3 separate regions of the Sus scrofa genome follow, and all the other regions are linked to region 1. A link is a contact called in public HiChIP or PLAC-seq data. All regions are on one chromosome and are shown on one strand. Each heading gives the region's core, a stretch centred on a gene start, on an enhancer-like site or on the middle of the called end of the contact. The rest is flanking DNA. Distances are from core to core; before and after follow the strand shown. Region 1 holds the start of GATAD2B (transcriptional repressor p66-beta). Region 2 holds the start of ILF2 (interleukin enhancer-binding factor 2). Region 3 holds the start of TPM3 (tropomyosin 3).

Region 1 (2,996 bases), core at 20-2,519:
CCATCAATGCCTCCATCTCCACTTCAGTGCCAACCCTATGAACTAATATTTTGTGTTTGGAGGGAAGTTAATGCTGGGGAAGAATCCAAAGAGACTATCATACCTTTATGAAGGGGGAACGCTGTCCTGGGCCGGCGAATGGCACCCAAACCTCTGCACTTACAGGAGTGGCTAGCTCCTTCGTGTAATTGAGAGCAGGATAGCAGAAAGTACTCTAAGTCTGGGTTTGGTTTAGGGAAGGGCAAGTTCTAGTTCCATCGACCCTCAGGCACTGGACTGGGATACAGACCAAGCGGGTCCCAGCAGCCCAGCTAAAAAAGGGGGTGGTTTAGTCGCTACAGAATACAAGTACCCACATCATACAGGCTGAGACAATCCCCTTCTACCAGAGGGCGAGGGAACCGTGGACGATGAAATAAAGGGGTAAGGTTTTGCCCTCCTGGCCCCTTTGCCTAAATAAAGATAATCAACCCGTGCTTCCTTCACCCTTAAGGATCCCCCATTTGTCCCAACCGCCGACAAACACAAGACTGAGAGTAGGGAGCGGCCCCCGCACCCTGAGGGCACCACTGGGGGTGGAGAGAGTTAAGGGGGGGCGCGCTAGAGAGGAAAGGAGGGGAGCATGGCGGGCATGAGGCAGTGAGTGAAAGCGGGGAAGGCGGGGGAAACGGGGCGCGAGGGAGGGGAGAAAGAGTAAAAGGAGAAGAAATGAAGGGACTCGAGCTGGGGGCGCGCAAGGCCGAAGTGAAAGACCGGGGCGCGCGCGCGGAGCGGGGGGAGGGGATGAGGTGAAGGGGAGCGCGAGGCGGGGGCGCGCAGTGCCGGGGTGGGGGGAGGGGGACGCAAGGCGGGGGCGCGCGGGCGGGCGTCGGCTCGCGGGCGCTTCCCCTCCCCCCGCCCCTCCACCTTTCCCTTCCCCCACCTCCGCCACCACCGCCTCCTCCCAGCCTCCCTCCCTTCCTCGCTCCTCACCGCCCCCGGGCGGGCGGGCGGCCAAGCTGGCCTAGGCCAAAGCTCCTCACCTGGCGGTGGCGGTGTAACTCCCGGCTAGCTCGCCTCCTCAGGCGGCGGCGGCGGCGTCGAAAAAGGAAGAGGCGACGGCACAGTGGGTTCCGGACCCCGCTGACGGGACTTGGGGCGGGGGTGGGGGAGGGGGGCGGGCCGGACCGGGGCGGGCGGGCGGAGCAGACACTGCGGTACAGACGGGGGCAGCGGCGGCGGCGGCGGCTGCACCGGCGGCGGCGGCACCACACAAACAAGGACGCTGATTGGGCAGCTGCCAAGCGCCTCGGCTCCGCCTTCCCCACACGCCACGACGCCCATTGGGCGACCTGAGCCGGCCTCCCCGCCCTCCTCTTCTCGGCCGTACCAATAGGAGATGGGATGCCCGGGCTACACCCCACCCTTGAAGAGTGAGTGGCTGGAGAGGTGATGATTGGCGTACTTAAGACCCAGTCCTAAACGGAGGAGGGGGATGGTCTAGCGGGGGCGCGTTAATGGGTACCTCGGCCAGTCCCAGACACATCCGGGTCTTCAGCAGCCCATTAAGTGTCGGGGGTCAAAAAATCGCTTCAGGGCTGCAACTTTACCTTAGAGACGTTTTGGTCCCCAGGCAGCCGCCGTACCCCAGTATCCCCAAAACCGGGATTCCCCTTTGGCCATTTCTCATTCTTCCAATTCTAAAGATGGAGACGGGGGAACGGCGCTGGGGTCTGCGTTGGGTGGTGTTACATCGCGACAGAATCCAGGAATTTCACGATAAAAGTGGCTTGAAGCGCTCGGGCCTTGCAGTCTACTTGGGGCGTGGCCTGTCTCCGTCTGCCAAAGGCCTTGAGCTTCCTGGTCTTCATTGTACCTCAGCGTGGTCCTGTCGTGACTGAAACCCGATAGGAGAAAAAAAAGGCAGCTGGCCAAATTGCTGAGAAATTACGCCGTGCAGAGCCCTCGCAACTCCCTTTCTAGGGATCTCCTGGTCTAGTCAGGTTCACAATGAGGGAAACAGTCTCCCACGCCACCTAATCGACTAAAAAGGCCCAGCTCCTGCTGGCCTCCGTACTTCCCCAAAGCAGTAAGGCCCACCTAGACTCTCAGCGTTTCTCCAGCACATACCACAAGTATTGTTCATTTCTTTTTTTAATTTTCCTTTATTAAAGTATATTCGATTTACAGGTGGTGTTCTTGAGCACCTTGAGGACAGGCACCAAGTCTCTGAGTCAGTGTGTTAAAACAATAATAGCTAACGTTTGTGGAAAGAAATTGTGAGACACTGTGCTATATGTGAATATTTATTCTTTTAAGAGCTTTACGTGGATTCGTTTATTTACTGCTCAAAACTCTGTTAGAGTAGAAACTGTTATCCCCATTTTGCAGATGAGGAACGTGAGGTACAGATCAAATGCGTTGCCCAAAGTTACACAAGATAAGTGGCAGAGCTGAAATCTAAACTTAGGCAGGTTCAGGTTCAGAGAGACTAAGGAACTTGCAAAGATCAGACAGCTAATTAGTGAGTAAGCCGTGGTTTGAACACGGAAATAACTGGTTCCAGGAGCACTAGAATGTGTTTTTCGAATCACTTATAAGTCATGCTATGGGAGTTCCCATTGTGGCTCAGCAGGTTATGAACCCATCTTGTATCCATGAGGATGCAGGTCTCACTCAGTGGGTTAAGGATCTGGCGTTGCCGTGAACTGTGGTGTAGGTCTCAGACGCCACTCGGATCTGGCATTGCTGTGGTTGCGGTGTAGGCCAGCAGCTGCAGCTCCGACTCAACCCCTGGCTTGGGATCTTCCACATGCCACAAGTGCAGCCCTAAAAAGCAAAAAACAAAACAAAAACAAAAACGTGCTGTGCAATGGAAATAAAACTAACAAAGCACACGGCTATAAAAAATATATAGGTGGATGCTGAACACATGCACACACAGAGTCATATGCCAATTGTTTTTTGGTTTTGGCGTTTTTTTCAATGGCCGCACCTGTGGCATATGAAGTTCCTGG
Region 2 (3,072 bases), core at 368-2,867, 210 kb before region 1:
TGGCTTGACCCGAGGAAAGGCCATTTCACACTAAACCAGAAATAAACAATTTTATACTACCCACCAAAAATAACATAAAATAAAGATTGTTTTTTCCTGTTGCCACAAAACAAAAAAAAGTTGAAAAGAGAAAATTCTAAAACACTTATTTTTAACTCCATAAAATATTTAAACAAGCATAGAAACTAGAAGAGCCATAATTTAAGCTCTCACTACCGTTACATTAACAGATAAACCAAAGATACAATTAACTGTTCAAAACAAAGATTCTAATCCTGTTACTACCAACTGTAGTCAAGGAACTATGTTCCCCACCCAGTTTACACTGCTTTTGTATGTAAAGCAATACAGGCTGACTCAAAACCCAATCCCACTCACTAACCCCCTTTCCTACTCCAACCACCATTTGACTTTATTAACAGGGAGACCCTAGGCTCCAGGAAACAAGTGAACTGCGGTCAAGGTACTCACCAAATAGAAATCAAATGGGATATGTGGCACAAACGGCCTGAACCTAAAAAATGAAAAACAAGTCAAATTATTCACCACAGAAATCAAGTGGTTTTAGCATAAAGGGGCCAGAACTCTCATTTAGGAGAGCACGGAAAGAATGCTTCTAAACCACAGCTGGAGCTCACAAAAGCAGGTAAGATTAGTCCGCTCCAAACACCCCATTTAGGTGACTGAAATGGAAACTAAGTGTGCAGAGATGCTAAAAACTGGCACTCACCCTCCTCCTGGGCCTCCTCTGGAACCAAAGCGCCCGCCACGACCACGGCCTCTGTCCCCCCTAGAAATGCATAAATACATTTTTAACTTGGTTCTCACCGCGTTGAAACGACCTCCACCATACCGGCCATATGATTTCAAGTTCGCTTACCGCCATCTCCGTGAACTTCCGTTTGGAAGCTAAGAGATCCCATTCCCACTGACAACACTTGCTCTCCATCCGTCCCAAGCGCCCAGCCTCAACCCCCAAGACCGCCTCCTTCTGGGTAATTTAATCACATCAAATACTGACGAGGTTCAGTGAGCCCTACAAGAAATGCCCCATAATTCCCGGGGCGCGCCAGCCCTAATACTTCAGAGACTAACGAGATTGCTCATTTATTCGTAACTAGTAAAAGCATCTAACGGCAACCCTATACGTCAAGCACTTAGCCTGGAGTATGAACGAGGCACGTTCAAGCCTTCTCAGTCTAGATGGTGGTCGGGGTGGGGAGGTGGTCCTCCTGGGAGGTGAGGACAGCCCCTCATCTAACCGCCCCCGCTCCCGCTTCCCCTTGCCTGGGCCCCACCCCCATCCCTGGCCCACGTTTCCCCGCCTCCGCGGCCCCCGACTTCCCCCACGCTCCCAAGCGGGAGTTCTCAGATTTCCGTGCAGCCCCCAGATACACGGCCCTTCAAGACCTCCGAGTCCTTTCAGCCCGCGTACCCAAAGTTTTTGGTCGAATACTCGAAACCCTTCCAGAGCACCCCACGACCCTTACCTCATGGCGTCCCAAAGTCCGAACAATGGAGGCCACACCAACCGCCCCTTTCCTCCGAGAAGCCCTCAACTGGAGAGGCGGCTTGCCGGCGTATGCCAACAAACCCCGGCGTGATTGGCTCCCGCCGTTCTGCACCACTTATGCCTATTGGTTCACTTCAGCAAACCGGGTTTATGAACCAATAAAAAGCCCCTACTATGTCAGGGACCAGCCAATAAGAAAGGACTTGACAGGAAAGACTTTTTTTTACGGACACCAGGGGGCATGGTGTAGAGCAATCAGGTTGGCTAACACTCAGAGAACTTTCTATACGATTTTTGAAAAATATCTTGCCGAGCTAGCAGAGTGGCGCAGCGGAAGCGTGCTGGGCCCATAACCCAGAGGTCGATGGATCGAAACCATCCTCTGCTAGGAGAGCTTTTCTTTCTTTTCCCCCCTCCTTCCCACTCCAGGACAGAAACTCTTGTTTTTCTAGTAGATGTAAATACCGCACTCCTATGTTTTCCTCCTTAGAAGCTAATTTTTGCCAAAAGCAGGCAAATGGCGCAAGCAGGCGAAATGGAATAGGAAGGGACTTAGGCAACTATGACTACACGTCTGGATGTAGTTCACAGAGACTAGAAACTTGAGGCAGGAGAAGCGGATTTGAATATAATAATTGAATCGGAGAGGAGAAATACTGATGTGGAGGGGCTAGAAGGCAAACTGAGACAGCCTCAGGAAAGAGAGTTCAGATGAAGAGAACAACGGAAATGACTGGAGAAAAAGACCAGACCCATCCCTCTTGCCCAGTATCCCCTCATTTCTCCTTTCCTCACTCGGCAACCTCCCTGGTGGATTTTACTCTTAAACGAAGCTTCACAGCCACATATAAGGATAAACTGCTGTTGCATTTAAATCAATCATATTACAAGTTGCTCTTTGTCCTGTTTCTCCCTCTTCTTGCCTTCTTTTTCACTGACTAATATTTATTATTCCTTCCCTGCCTCTGTCAATAGAAAGTTACGCACTTTTTCTGCTCCCTCAGTGGTTACCCTAAAAATTTCGTGCCTCCTTGAAAGGGCAGAGTCTAATTTTACCCTCCTCGTGAAAAATGCAGGAGTAATTTAATTCAATTTACCACACTGACTCTAGAATTATATATACTATTGTGTAACTTTTAAGTATTACATTGACGTATTATTTACTACAGCAAAATGCACAGATCTTAAATCTACAGCTCCAATATTTTTGAATAATGTATTCTGCCCTTGTAATCACCGCATAGATTAACATAAAGAATATTTTTAGCACCTGACAAATTTGGCTTATACGCCTTTGCTCTCCCCCTGGAGGCAAACACTATTCCAATTTCTCTTATTGTAGATTGGTTTCGTCTGCTCTTCACATAAATGGACTCACAGCCTATGTGTTCTTTTTCCTCTGGCTTCTTTTGCTTGGCACATTTCAAAATTTTTCCATGTTTCTGCATTTATCAGCAATTTGTTCCTTTTTACTTGTTTATTTATTTTAGCCCCACAGGGCATGCGGAAGTTCCCAGGCCAGGGATTAAACCCAAGCCGCAGCAGTGACGAGACTGACA
Region 3 (2,892 bases), core at 109-2,608, 220 kb after region 1:
ACCCTAGACCCTGAAAAGCTCATAGCCTACTATAACAAATCGCCCTTCTAAACAGAAAGTGGTTTCAAGAATCACCCCTCGGCTCATTAACATTTTATGTTCCATCTTTCAGTAGAACAAATATTTACTGAACTTAAACAAAACAAAACACTGTAGTGGATAATTGGGAAAGGAGCAGAGTAACATCACTAGAGACCCCCGGGAATTCATTATTTGGAACTCGGTATCTTGACTCCATCAACCACGCGAACTAGAAACCTTGACAGAAATTGGCACCCCATCAGATTCTCTGCAACATACACTCGCTTATCAGCTCTGCTTGGACGAAGTGTTCTTAACCTGGTCAGCTAGCACTCTTCACACTTCAGCAATAAACGCCTGAATCTGGCATAAGTTCCTGCCTTCCAGGTCATCGTGGAAGCTAGGCAAGTTTTTGTTGATACCTACATTTGCACTAACAGAAGGAGTGAAGTACCATCTCCTCCCCTCCCTCTTCACGTCGACAGAGAGAATGGGTTCAGCAGTTGCAAGGGCTCCCCGTAAGAGGAAAGGGCCCCAGGCCGGAGGATGGGAGGCGGTGCTGTGGCCTCAACCTCCTCCAGGGAGGGCACCGCGCTTCCTCTCGGCCGACTGCTGCCTCATTTCCTGAGCAGGAGGAGGGAGCGGAAAAGCTACCAGCAGGCTAGGCTGGGGGCTTTCCGGCGGGTCCCACCCTCAACCCCCACCCTTTCACCTTAAATTCGGCTCTGCCCCTCCCAGACTGGAGAGGCAGCCACCTACTCTCACCCTTGAGGCCGGAAACCCCAACGAGAGCAAAATCCCCCCCGCCCTCGACGGGGAAGTGGGGGAGGGAGAGGCCGCTTGAGCCCCTCCCCCGGCCGCGCCCGGCTCAGAGCGACTGAATGAATGAGCTGGGAGAAAGGAGGAAAACCACTCCTCAGGCCCGCGAGGCTCAATTCCTTCAAAGGTCACGCCTGTTCGCTCGAGCACCCCGTTCCCCCCTCACCCGCTAGATGTCCAAAGAAGCTGAGCCCCACCCAACCTCCGGGCTCCAACTTCATCACCAAGTATGCTGGCCCTCTAAGGACCGTGCTCGTTCGCAAATATGGGACCTAGTTCGGGGTCCCATCTGCTCCAGCGCCTGCCATTCCCTCACTCGCCTCGCCCTCTCCGTACCTGTTCCCGGGCCCGCCTTTCCCCCTCCACTTCCCGCTGGAGGCGCTCGGCCCTCTCCTCTGCATCATCGGCCTGCTGCTGCAGAACCTGGATCTTGCGCTTCACCGCCTCGATGGTGGTGATTCCAGCCATGGTGCCCACCCAGCTCCTGCTCGCAATCGGGTTCCTGCCTTCTCCGCTCGGCGCTGCAGCCGCTTCTCACCCCTACTTCCGCCTGCTCCGCCCTGAAATACCGGAACTCGCCCACCCGCCCGGACGTGACGCCACCACCGCCGCGCCCTCCCACCGCCAGGCAGGCGGGAAGGCTGTCCACTGGAGGGAGACCAGCCGCGGGGAGCGAAGGGCGGGACCGCTCAGTCGCCCGGGGCGACCGCTCCCAGCATTTTCCTCCAGCAGGCAAAGGGGGGCGGGGTTGGAAAGAGGGAGGGCTACCATGGTAACCGGAAGGCGCGTGGTGATTAAACCTCTCCAGCCGCGGGGCTGGCTGTCCACAATGGTTGGCCTGTGAGGCCCCTTACACACTCGCAGTTGACCCCTCACTTCCCCAGAGCTGATCGGCCACTACTTACCCAGCTGATCCACCACCACTTACCCGCTAGGGCACCCTGTGTACCTCTCCACCATATACCCCATAAAGGCTTCCAAACAGGTACTAAGAAAAAACCTGGTCTTTCTGTGCCTCATCTTCAAAAGAGCCCAGATATCCAGTCTCCTTTCAAAGGCTGCTCAGGTAGGTTCTTTCCCATTTCCTAAAAGTCGATGAAGGGGATTAATGGGGGATGAAGAGATGGGCAGGTTGACAACGCTATCTATTTGGCATCAAGTTTTTTTTTTGTTTTGTTTTTTGTTTTTGTCTTTTTGCCTTTTCTAGGGCCGGTCTCACAGCATATGGAGGTTCCGAGGCTAGGGGTCGAATCGGAGCTATAGCCGCCGGCCTACGCCAGAACCACAGCAACGCTGGATCCGAGCCGCGTCTGAAACCTACACCACAGCTCTCGGCAACGCTGGATCCTTAACCCACTGAGCAAGGTCAGGGACTGAACCCACAACCTCATGGTTCCTAGTCGGATTCGTTAACCACTGCGCCACAAGGGGAACTCCATCTGTTTGGCATCAGTTTTGAACATAAGTGTTCTATTTAAAATACAGGTGTTAAGTTTTCCTCATGGCTCCTAGTCGGATCCTTAATCCGACTAGTATCCGTGAGGATGCGAGTTCTATCCCTGGCCTCGCTCAGTGGGTTAAGTGATCTGCCTTGCCGTCACAGACACGGCAGGGACTGGGTGCTGTTGCGCCTCTGGCGAAGGCTGGCAGCTATAGCTCTGATTGGACCCCTATCCTGGGAACTTCCATATGCCACAGGTGCAGCCCTGAAAAGCAAAAGTTAAAGCATAAAGTACTGGTCTTTTTCCCTGTTACTTTTGAGAGTCAGTAGACACCAGTGATTTACCAACCGGCCGGATTCTCCAGACCTTGAATGATTCAGGACCTGGTAATTAATCATCACTTTACAATTCCTTTTGTAGGTGGGGAAGGTATTTTATGCCCCATTTTATTAGGAAAGTATCCTCTGTTAGGGACTACTGTTACCAGATCCTTTGTGCAACAGCAAGATGTGACTACCTGAAAAACTATAGTCCTGTGGAACCCAACCTCCGTTCTGTGTCATAACTTTCACCAATTTCACTGCCACTTCTGCTTCCAGGTCCTCCAAGG

The links. HiChIP or PLAC-seq counts read pairs in DNA pulled down with a chosen protein or histone mark.
Region 2: a contact with region 1 is called in an H3K27ac HiChIP or PLAC-seq map of alveolar macrophages. The contact joins the promoter of ILF2 here to the promoter of GATAD2B in region 1. A contact is called at or near these places in 2 of 5 promoter capture datasets (fetal skeletal muscle and liver), 1 of 47 Hi-C or Micro-C datasets (epiblast stem cells) and 1 of 2 datasets of contacts at active chromatin or transcription factors (alveolar macrophages).
Region 3: a contact with region 1 is called in an H3K27ac HiChIP or PLAC-seq map of alveolar macrophages. The contact joins the promoter of TPM3 here to the promoter of GATAD2B in region 1. A contact is called at or near these places in 1 of 5 promoter capture datasets (fetal skeletal muscle), 1 of 47 Hi-C or Micro-C datasets (embryonic fibroblasts) and 1 of 2 datasets of contacts at active chromatin or transcription factors (alveolar macrophages).

Annotation. Positions count from the first base shown.
Region 1 is chr4:95,765,262-95,768,257 of Sscrofa11.1, reverse strand. It overlaps GATAD2B (transcriptional repressor p66-beta), which reads right to left and starts at 1,269. Exons shown (of 11, transcript XM_021089804.1): 1 at 1,023-1,269.
Region 2 is chr4:95,979,407-95,982,478 of Sscrofa11.1, reverse strand. It overlaps ILF2 (interleukin enhancer-binding factor 2), which reads right to left and starts at 1,617. Exons shown (of 14, transcript XM_005663409.3): 1 at 1,491-1,617; 2 at 731-790; 3 at 472-514; 4 at 1-30. The coding sequence starts at 1,495. It overlaps TRNAM-CAU (a tRNA gene), which reads left to right and starts at 1,830; the gene lies at 1,830-1,901.
Region 3 is chr4:95,548,293-95,551,184 of Sscrofa11.1, reverse strand. TPM3 (tropomyosin 3) reads right to left here and starts at 1,358. Exons shown (of 8, transcript NM_001001632.1): 1 at 1,177-1,358. The coding sequence starts at 1,308.